2 separate regions of the Delphinus delphis genome follow, and region 2 is linked to region 1. Evidence: chromatin contacts called from public Hi-C data. All regions are on one chromosome and are shown on one strand. Each heading gives the region's core, a stretch centred on a gene start, on an enhancer-like site or on the middle of the called end of the contact. The rest is flanking DNA. Distances are from core to core; before and after follow the strand shown. Region 1 holds the start of JAK1 (Janus kinase 1). Region 2 holds the start of LEPROT (leptin receptor overlapping transcript).

What was found. A called contact is a pair of places that touch in the nucleus more often than the background predicts.
Region 2: a contact with region 1 is called in a Hi-C map of lung, with 6 times the contacts expected there. The contact joins the promoter of LEPROT here to the promoter of JAK1 in region 1. A contact is called at or near these places in 2 of 3 Hi-C or Micro-C datasets (lung and muscle).

What each region holds. Positions count from the first base shown.
Region 1 is chr1:55,450,026-55,454,826 of mDelDel1.2, forward strand. JAK1 (Janus kinase 1) reads right to left here and starts at 2,828. Exons shown (of 27, transcript XM_069541134.1): 1 at 2,710-2,828; 2 at 2,218-2,289.
Region 2 is chr1:55,790,468-55,794,756 of mDelDel1.2, forward strand. It overlaps LEPROT (leptin receptor overlapping transcript), which reads left to right and starts at 2,781. Exons shown (of 4, transcript XM_060023322.1): 1 at 2,781-2,899. The coding sequence starts at 2,884.

The sequences.
Region 1 (4,801 bases), core at 1,578-4,077:
GCCAGCGGTGTCCCAGAAAAGTAAAAAGCAAGCTATGTATGTAATTTTAGATATTCCAGTAGTCACATTTTGAAAAAACTAAAAAATAAACAGGTTAAAGTGACATTAACCATAAATTTCATTTAACACAATATACCCAAAATATCTTCATTGGAACATGTAATCGATATAAACATTAGTGAGCTATTTTACTCTTTTTTTGTACTAAGTCTTTGAAATCCAGAGCATATTCACTTATAACACATGTCAACTCGAACACTAAACCTTCATCAGAAATACTCAATCTGAATTTAGATTTCATAAAAGTTACAGCTTAAAAAGTAGATGCACATATCCAACTTGTTTCCAAACACAACGAAGTTTTCCAAAAACTGAATGGAACACCAATTTTTGATTTAAAAATCGACTTATCACCCTACCCAGATTTCAGGTGCTTGACAGCCACACGTGGCTAGTGGCTACTGCATTAATGCAGGTAGAGAAAGTCCTGTCATCCGGACTTTTTTTCAAACCGGAACCCTTCACCCAGCAAGTCATTCTACAGCACCCACCAGGTACTCAAATTATGCCAAGTATTTTCTGCCTTACTTCTAATCCTTATGGTCGTTAATACTTCAGTGATGATCATTTATTAAGCAGCCCTTCCTAAAGACTGAACAACTCTTTCTGCTCAGAGAATTCAGGGAAAAAAATGGAGACATCATGATTCAAAGATATGGAGTTAATTTTCGAGGTAAAGGTGGAAAATCCTGACATCGTTAGTTCTTTGTCCAGGATATTAGTCACCCTGCAAAAGTTACAGGCATTGTTTATAGTAAGCCTCTCAACTTCCATACTCACAACAGCTGTCACTGCATCCTCAGATTCCTCGCCTTCAAAAGCTCCCTCCCCACCAACAACCTCCTCTATCTCTAGCAGACTCTCTAGAGCACATTCTAGGAGCCCCTCTTTAATTCATTCTGAAAAGTACTTGTTACTGTTGACATACCGAAACACATGAATAATTCAATAAAGAATCTAGAACCATCTGATTAATCATTCATCGGTCTAGGTACCCAACTGACCTTGAGAAAAGCATTTCGTGAATATACGTGGAAAGTATCCCCATACCCTTCCCCCAAAGAACCAATTACTACAAACACTATAGCTTTCTCTACCCATGTCAAAGTTCAGTGTTCCTCCTGCAGCTGATTTAAAAGTTGATCTTCTAAAAGGAGCTGGATTCCTAAGGTAGTTCTATTTTGAGCCTTCTTCCTGTTCTGAAGCTAAAGTTGGAAGGGCTTAGGTGGTGATGTCATGGAAGGGAGACTGTTGGCTTTCACAGAAGGGTCTCCTCCTGCAACTCTGGGGATGTTCATGTGGGGGACACCAGCGGGAATGTGCACCTCTCGTCGCTTTCCCCTCCCTCCCTTTTGAGTCCCAGCTATTCATTAGCCAGCAAGAAAACAAGTTCAAATAAGCATGCAAACATATTTACATATTTTACTTGTTAAGCGTCTCAAAAATGAAAAGACCAAGGAGAAGGAAAATGCCTCGCACCAGGAAAAAGGGGTGACAATCCACCCCCCCCCATCCGCACCTCCCTAAGTATCTATCATAGGACTAGGGTCAAAGGGTGGGGGGGAGCAGCTGATAAGAAGAAAAAAGGGATTATAAATCCAGCAAGCTTGAAGAGGGAAATGCTGTTGGGGATACTCAGGACAGAAGGAAGACCCCTGGCTCCCTTCTCTTCCACTGTTTTCCCCTCCCTTTTGGAATGGAGGAGATTTAGGGCAGGGTGTGCCTTCTGCTTGGGAGGCGTGCTTGGCTCTGGAGAACCAAGAGGGGCCAGGGTGGAGCCCAGAAAAAGAGAGCCAGGGACTGGCTGCTTAGGCCAGATTCTGGACTAAGCTCTTAGTGGAAGAATAAAGGGGGCTGTGGCGGAAGAGCAGACGATTCCATTGGAAGACCCACTGGGGAATGCAGAACGCACACTAAATCCAAGGGGATCACTTCTCTCTCAATCTAAACCCAGCAGTTAGTTGCCGGGTGGTGGGGTGCAGGTCCAGAGGCAAGAGAAAATCCCAACACACCTGTAGACCACTACTTGCCGGGGTGGGGGGATGGGCGTGCCCAGGGCAATCAGCAGGTGAAAGCAGCACTTTCTGGCCAATTCTGGGATGGGATGGTTGGCTAAGAGCTTTGGGGAACACAGGATTTCCCGGTTTCTCAGCTCACCTCTCTTCCAAAGCGAGGAATAAACACAGGTGTGGTCCTTCTCCAAGAAGGTGGCAGCCGGCCTGCGGGTAGCTGAGTGAGGGAAAAGATTCCTTGGCCGCGGGAAGGCAGGGAGAAGCCCTGGGGTTAGCTACGGCCGAGAACAGGCGGTCTCCGCCAAGTCCCCTCCCCCTTCTTGAAAAGCGACCGGGACCGGCATAAATTACAGCCACGCACCCCCCTCCCCAATTACGCTTCTAATAAAAGAAACAGCCTCTCATGTCTAAATAAAAACTGAAAGCTCTTGCTGATGGAAATAAACAGGTGAGCCCCGAAAGGAAGCGGGAAAAGATTGGGGATAGGAGAATGAACGTGCAGAGAAATCCAGTCCTCCCCGCCCTCCCCGCAAACCCCTCCTCTATCGCTCCGGAGAATCTGCGTGGCAGGTTGTAAGCTAAAAATGCCACTCTGACAGACCCCGTCTCCCCGCCCCGAGCCCATTCTCTCTCCTACCCCAGGGTCCAGCGTCCCGGCCTCGTGGTAGCGCCCGGTGCCCGCGCCGCGCAGGGCTCACCCTCACCCCGGACCGCCACCGCCGCCGCCGCCGCCGCCGCCGCCGCGGGGACTCCGGTCTTCCTCTCTCCTCCCTCCCTCCTCCTCCTCCGCCTCCTCCTCGCAGACTCCTCCCGCCGGATCCTTCATGTAAACAACATCCAGGCTCTATTTACAGTCGCCGCCGGACGGCGAGGGACCCACGCCAGCTGCCTGGAAGCAGGCGGGGGTGGGGGAAAAGCGAGTGCGCAACATTTACACATACCCGCCCCGCCCCTCCGCGCCGCCGGCCCGCCAGGGGACCTGAGCGGGGCACCGGGGGTCTCCCCGCGCCCTTGTCCAACCTGCGTCGCTCCTGACACCCCAGCGAGGGCCAGAGGGAAACCGCGCAAATGCCGATGGGCGAGGTCACCCCCACCCCCACCCCGCAGGAAAAAAACACACCCCAAGCACAACAGACCCAGCCCAGCAATACCCTCCAAGTCCGTGCGAGAGTGCGGGGTCCCAGCTCGCTCAGTGCCGCCGCCCCGGCGCCCCGCCGCCGCCCACCCCGAGGTGGCGAGCTGCGTGCGGTCCCCCGCGGCGGCTGCAGGCAGCCGCCCAGCGCCGGACAGCGGCGCGCCCTCGGCCCCCGCCCGGCCCGCCCTCGGCCCGCCCCCCGCGCGGCCGCCGAGCCGGCCGAGCCCCGCGGCGGCGTGTGCGTGTGCGCGCGTCGCGGCCGGCCTCGCCGGAACGGCTCTCCTCGGCCCCCGGCTTCCCGTGCCCCCGGGCGGGCGGGTGGCGGGCTCTGGCGCCGCGAGACCCGGCCAGGAGCGGCCCGGCCAGCGCTCCACCGCGCCGCAGGGGCGCGCACACGGACGTAGACACTCGGCGCACGGAACCCCGCGCGGCCGCACGCCTCCCGCCGGCGCTCGGCTTGGCGCACGCACCGCCACCCCCGCGCCCGGCACGCCGCCCCCACACCCACCTGCGCCCCCGGGGGTCTCGGGCCCCCCTTCCTTTGTTCTTCAAGCTATTTGCATGAGGATTATCTAATGACGCAGCAAGGATACAACGTGCTCGCCACAACGTGACCGTCGCCATTTTTCTGTTTTTATTCTATCTCTGCCATGTGATAGATTGGGGGGGTGGGGGTTGGAAAAGAGAGAGACAGGATTAAAAAAAAAAAAAAAAACTTCCGGGTCTCATGACCGGGAAGGGAGAAAAACAAAAGAGACAAGACACAACTCCAGGGGAATGATGTGTGCGCGCGCGCGCGACTGCGCGCCCTTGCCTCCTCTGCTCAGAGGAGGGAGGCTCCCGCAGTGGGCAGGGAGCATCCTCCCACCTCGGGAGCCCTGTGCCCCCGGAGGGTCCAGCTCGAACCCTGTAGCCGTGGCGGTCGCGGGTCCCGGTCTCACACCCGCCGCCAACGCTCTGCGAAGCTGTCAGCCTTGTCCCTTCCTCTGGCCGCCTTCACTTGCCGGTCCACCCCAGAGCTCGCGCTCTCCCTCCCGGGCGGGTGTACCGTTCTGGGTTACGTGCAGAGAAGTCTCACTAACACCGTGAAGGAGGAAATGATCAAATTTAAAGGCTACTGTATTTCCCAAGTTTTAAAATAGTTTGCTTCCATGATGTTCTGCATAACAACCGCGTGGCAACATACTAGGCAGAATCTAATATTGGTTCGAATCCTTCCTTCCTCTCTTTCTCTACCCCCTTTTCTCTCTCTTCCCAAAGCGGGACACACCCCTGTGTGGTGGTCCGTGGGGTTTGTTACGTGGGGATGGACCTTTCATCGCGGATTGACTTATTTAGAAAGAAAATCTTAATAAATGGTTGTTCAGGGTCATTGTTTAAGAAGACAGTTGCATGGAGCAAGGTGGATTCGTGTTACACTCATCTCATTCACATTCAGAGGGCGTGATAGGCATTTCATTCTCTCCCAAGTCTCGTGTTCACGGGTTGCTGAAAAAAGTATTTGGGAACTCTGCCACATTTTTCAGTGAGATATAGAATTTTGTGCTTTTGTTTACTACTGTATTTCCTTTGGGCACTTTCACTTTTGTTTCTC
Region 2 (4,289 bases), core at 1,531-4,030, 340 kb after region 1:
GGCCCCTCTTTTATTGTTGAGGAAACGTAGAATGGGTAAGTAGAAGAACAGTTTTTCAGTGAACACTTGGCAAGAGGAAAGTAGATTTTCTCAGGATGGTTAAAGCCTCTGGCAAGATGGCTTTCTCTTTTAAGTGCTTTGTAAACTGGAAAGGACAGCTGGTATGGGCAGAAAAGTTGTTGGAGACAATGTCTCCGCATTTTTCTGATTCCAGACATTACCCTGGGACAAACTCCTTACCTTTTTGCTTCTCACTATCTTCCAGTTTCTAACTACTAAGCCCAAGGCAGTACTCAAACCAAGCTGTGCCTCTGAAGTAATGTCACTTTTCTCCAAAATCATTTCCCTTCCACGGGACTGACCTCAGGCTGACATGGAAGGCTTCGGCAAACCCTTACATATGGCTTTCTAGACACCTGCTGGGTGATTGGGAATGGAAGGGGAAATGGGAGATTTGACCCCATGGAAAATCATCAATTAAGGAGAGTCTTTCTCATGAGTGCAGTTTTGTACTTCAGTACGGGAGCAAAAACCCAGGCTTCCAGGGTTTGGGTGGTGGGCACTTTCCCCTGAGTGCTTTAACTCAACATAGGGAAAGAGAAGTTCTCAATGACCCTGAATAGATTGCCGGCTACAAAGTAAAGAATGCAGTGTAATTCTGGATCTGCAAGCTCTGCAGTGAGCCAGGGATTAGCAACACAGTTTTGTTTGTTTGGTTTCTGGTATAGTCATTTAATGGAATGTTACACAGCACTTAAAATGAATTAACTAGAGTTTTCTGTATCACTATCAATATATCTCAAAAACAGTGTTGAGGGAAAAAACAAATTATAGAAGCATGTATGATGCCATCTATACAAAATGTAATCATGTGCAAGACAATTTTTTTATACATTTATATTATAAAAGGATAGAAGTATGTATGGGAATTATAAATAAATTAAGAATAGTTACCTCTTTAGAGGATAGGAGTGGAATAGAATTGAGAGGGGATGACAGGAGTCTTCAACTGTATATATAATATTGTATTTCTAAGTCTTGGTGGTACATACATGGGTGTGTGATAAAGTTTTTTTTTTAATTTTTAAAATTGAAGTATGATTGACTTACAATATTGTATTAATTTCAGGTGAACAACATAGTAATGATCACCATAAGTCTAGCTACCATCTGTCACTATACAAAGTACAGTGTTACTGACTATATTCCCTATGCTGTATACTACATCCCCATGACTTAACTTATCTTCTAACCTGAAATTTGTACCTCTTAATCCCCTTCACCTGTTTTCCCCACTTCACACGCCCCTCTCCTCTGGCAACCCTCAGAGCAACACAGTTTTTAATAAGTGTACTTTCCATCTATGAGGAGAAATGGGAGGAGCTAGAAAAATAAACTCACAAGTAATTAAACGTTGTGTTGAGACAATAATATGCTCAGTGTACAGTTTTGAAAAAGGGAAGGGAACCGAGCAGGGATCCTGAAAGGTGCTGGTGGTGAGAATTTGTACTTATACAGTCAGGGGAACCTGGATTCCCACGAACCCCTTTATCTTTCAGTCCTGTTGAAAATTAAGAAAAAGCAATAGAAGAGGCGCAGCACCATAAGGTGGAGGGCTTCTCAGCTAGAATAAGAGATAAGTGGCCCATAATCCAACCTTCTCCAAAGAGCTGTGTGAAGCAGGCAAGTCCTGTCCCTTCTGAGCCTCTTTCCGTAAAGGTAAAATGAAGCGCTTGGACCAGATAGTATTTAACGTCTCTTGCAGATTGTATCCACCAAGAGAACTCTCTGTTCCTGTAAGAAAAATACGAAATGGCCCTTTGAAGTCTAAATTGGCCTTGGTTACCTACAGACCTTGAGGCCCCAAGGATAAAAATAATAGCTATTTATTTAAAGGTTCATGAAAGCCTCAGACTCAAAACAGCTTATTGGTTTTTGTCTCTATAGATACACCAGGGTGTAACGAAGAAAACGCTAGTGCTCGAAAAGTGCTCAAGTTGGTATTAAGCAAGGCAAGGCCAGACAAACAGGATCTTTGGGGCCTCTTCTCTGGTGTCCCCATCCCTACCTCCGCCATAGCCTCAGTTACGTAAACGCAGACAGGCACACAAACGCACGCTAGGGTTGGAGAATGTAATGCCAGAGTAAGAGGGTATTCCTTCCTCCTCTACCGACTGTAACTTTCCGAGTCCTCGCTCCATCTTCTCCACCCTCACGCAGAGATTCCTTCCGCGCCGTGCTGGACGCGTCCTGGTGGTTTGTGGGGGAGCGTCTGGGCCCGCGTACCTAGCGGTTCGGCGCGGCCAGGGTCCCAGCCACAGATGGAAGAGAGGAGCGTGGGGCCAGTTCCGGGATTATGCATATGCTTAGGACCTAGCAGGAGAGCTAGTGGAGCAAAGTCGCGGCTACGGAGAGAAAGAGGATTTGCGTGGCAAGCCTATCAGCGCGATCGGGGTAGGGGCGGGGTTCTGCGGGGCGGGGTGGGGCTCTGAGTGGCGGGGGCGGGCTCGGACCGGCAGGGGCGGGGCTCTGGGTGGCTGGGCAGGGGGGTGGGAGGCGGAGATCGGGACCCTCAGGGGCGGGGCTCTGAGTGGCTGGGCCTGGGGGACAGTCGATCGAGACCGGCAGGGGCGGGTTCAGAGTGGCGGGGGTGGAGACCAGCAGGGGCGGGGCTCTGGGTGGCTGAGCCGTGGGGACGATCTATAGGAACTGGCAGGGGAGGGGTTCTGAGCGGCGGGGACGGGGGAGATCTGGCTCGGCAGGGGCGGAGCTCTGCGTGGCGGGGCGGGCTCGGCACCCTAGGTACGGCCATGGACCGGGCCTGGGCGGGGGCAGGGGCCGTGGCAAGAAGCCGGAAGCAGCCGCGGCCCCAGCTCGGGAGACATGGCGGGCGTTAAAGGTACATCCGAGGTCCCCGGCTCGCTGGTCCTGCCGTGGGATCGCCGCCTCGGCTCTGGGATGAGGCTGGAGCTGCGCCTTCAGCGCGTGGGTGGGGAACGGCCTCCCTCAGACCTGCCACCCGTCCCTCCTTTCCCGGTGGGAAGCAGCTCGCCTGCTTCCTTTGCCCCTTGGGGTACGGGTGGAGACGTGTTTTGGGGAACCTCAACCCTTTTTCTGCAAGGATACTGGCCTTCACGTTTCGCCCGGAGTGTCCGGGTCGCTGCAGGCGGAGCCCTCGCCGGGAGCAGTCCCTCCCTGGGAGACCCCGGCTAGCCCCGGGGGCATCACCTCCCTGGTTCCTTCCCAGTTCCTGGGAGCGTCCCCCCACCCCCTCCTCTGTCGAGTTTTAAACTGGGCTTTCACTTCCTGACATGTCCACCCTAATGCCTCTCCTCCCTTTTCCTGCCGCTTCGCCGAGTTTCCCGATTCTTTCAGAGGAACCATTGTCTCGGCATTGGGGCACTTAAATCTGTTGTTCCCGATGATTTTTCCAACTAGGCAGAGTTGGCTGCAGGCGGGTGTCAGCGGAAAGCGCCCTGAAATGCTGTATTTGTCTTAATTGTGGAGAGTAGATTAGGTGGAATTTTATCGCTGCTTTCATCAGCCTTTATTCATTTATGGACAGACAAGAAGGTAGTGTTTGTGCAGGACTTTTTTAAAAATTCGGGTGTAGTTGATTTACAATATCGTGTTAGTTTCAGGTCTACAGCACAGCTATTCATATATATATATATAAATGTATATGTATATATATGTATATTATGTATTCTTCAGATTCTCTTCCCTTATAGGTTATTACAAAATATTAAATATAGTTCCCTGTGCTATACAGTAGGTCTTTGTGCAGTACGTGTTTTTGCATGGGGCAGTTGATTTAAAAAGGGGTACCAAGAACACCAGTTCCCTCATCTATTTGTCTTCAGAGGAATGGGGAATGGCAGTTCTAGGAGAGGCTATTGGAAGGCTTCCTGTTGGTTTGGTAGGACACCCTTAGATTTCTCATCTTTTGAATAGAGTAGCATAACTCTTTCCACGTGGGAGTTCCTATCCTTGATATTTGTACGCAAAGATCTTCCCTCTCCAGTTAATCAACATGTGCTGTAAACATGCGTATGGGTGTCTTTGTACACATGTGTGTGTTCACTATGAAATTTAGCTGAGTGTGAAACTGTTAGTAGCAGACACATTTTAAAATTATTTCTGGCTGACTTTTATATTCGGCATTAATTTAGTAAACATGATTTACTTGGATAGTGTCCATTGTGAAATATATCCATTTGAAGCCAATGCAGAAAGCAGATGACAAGTATCAGCACTACACTGTGTTTAGTCATGCCCGGAAACTATCA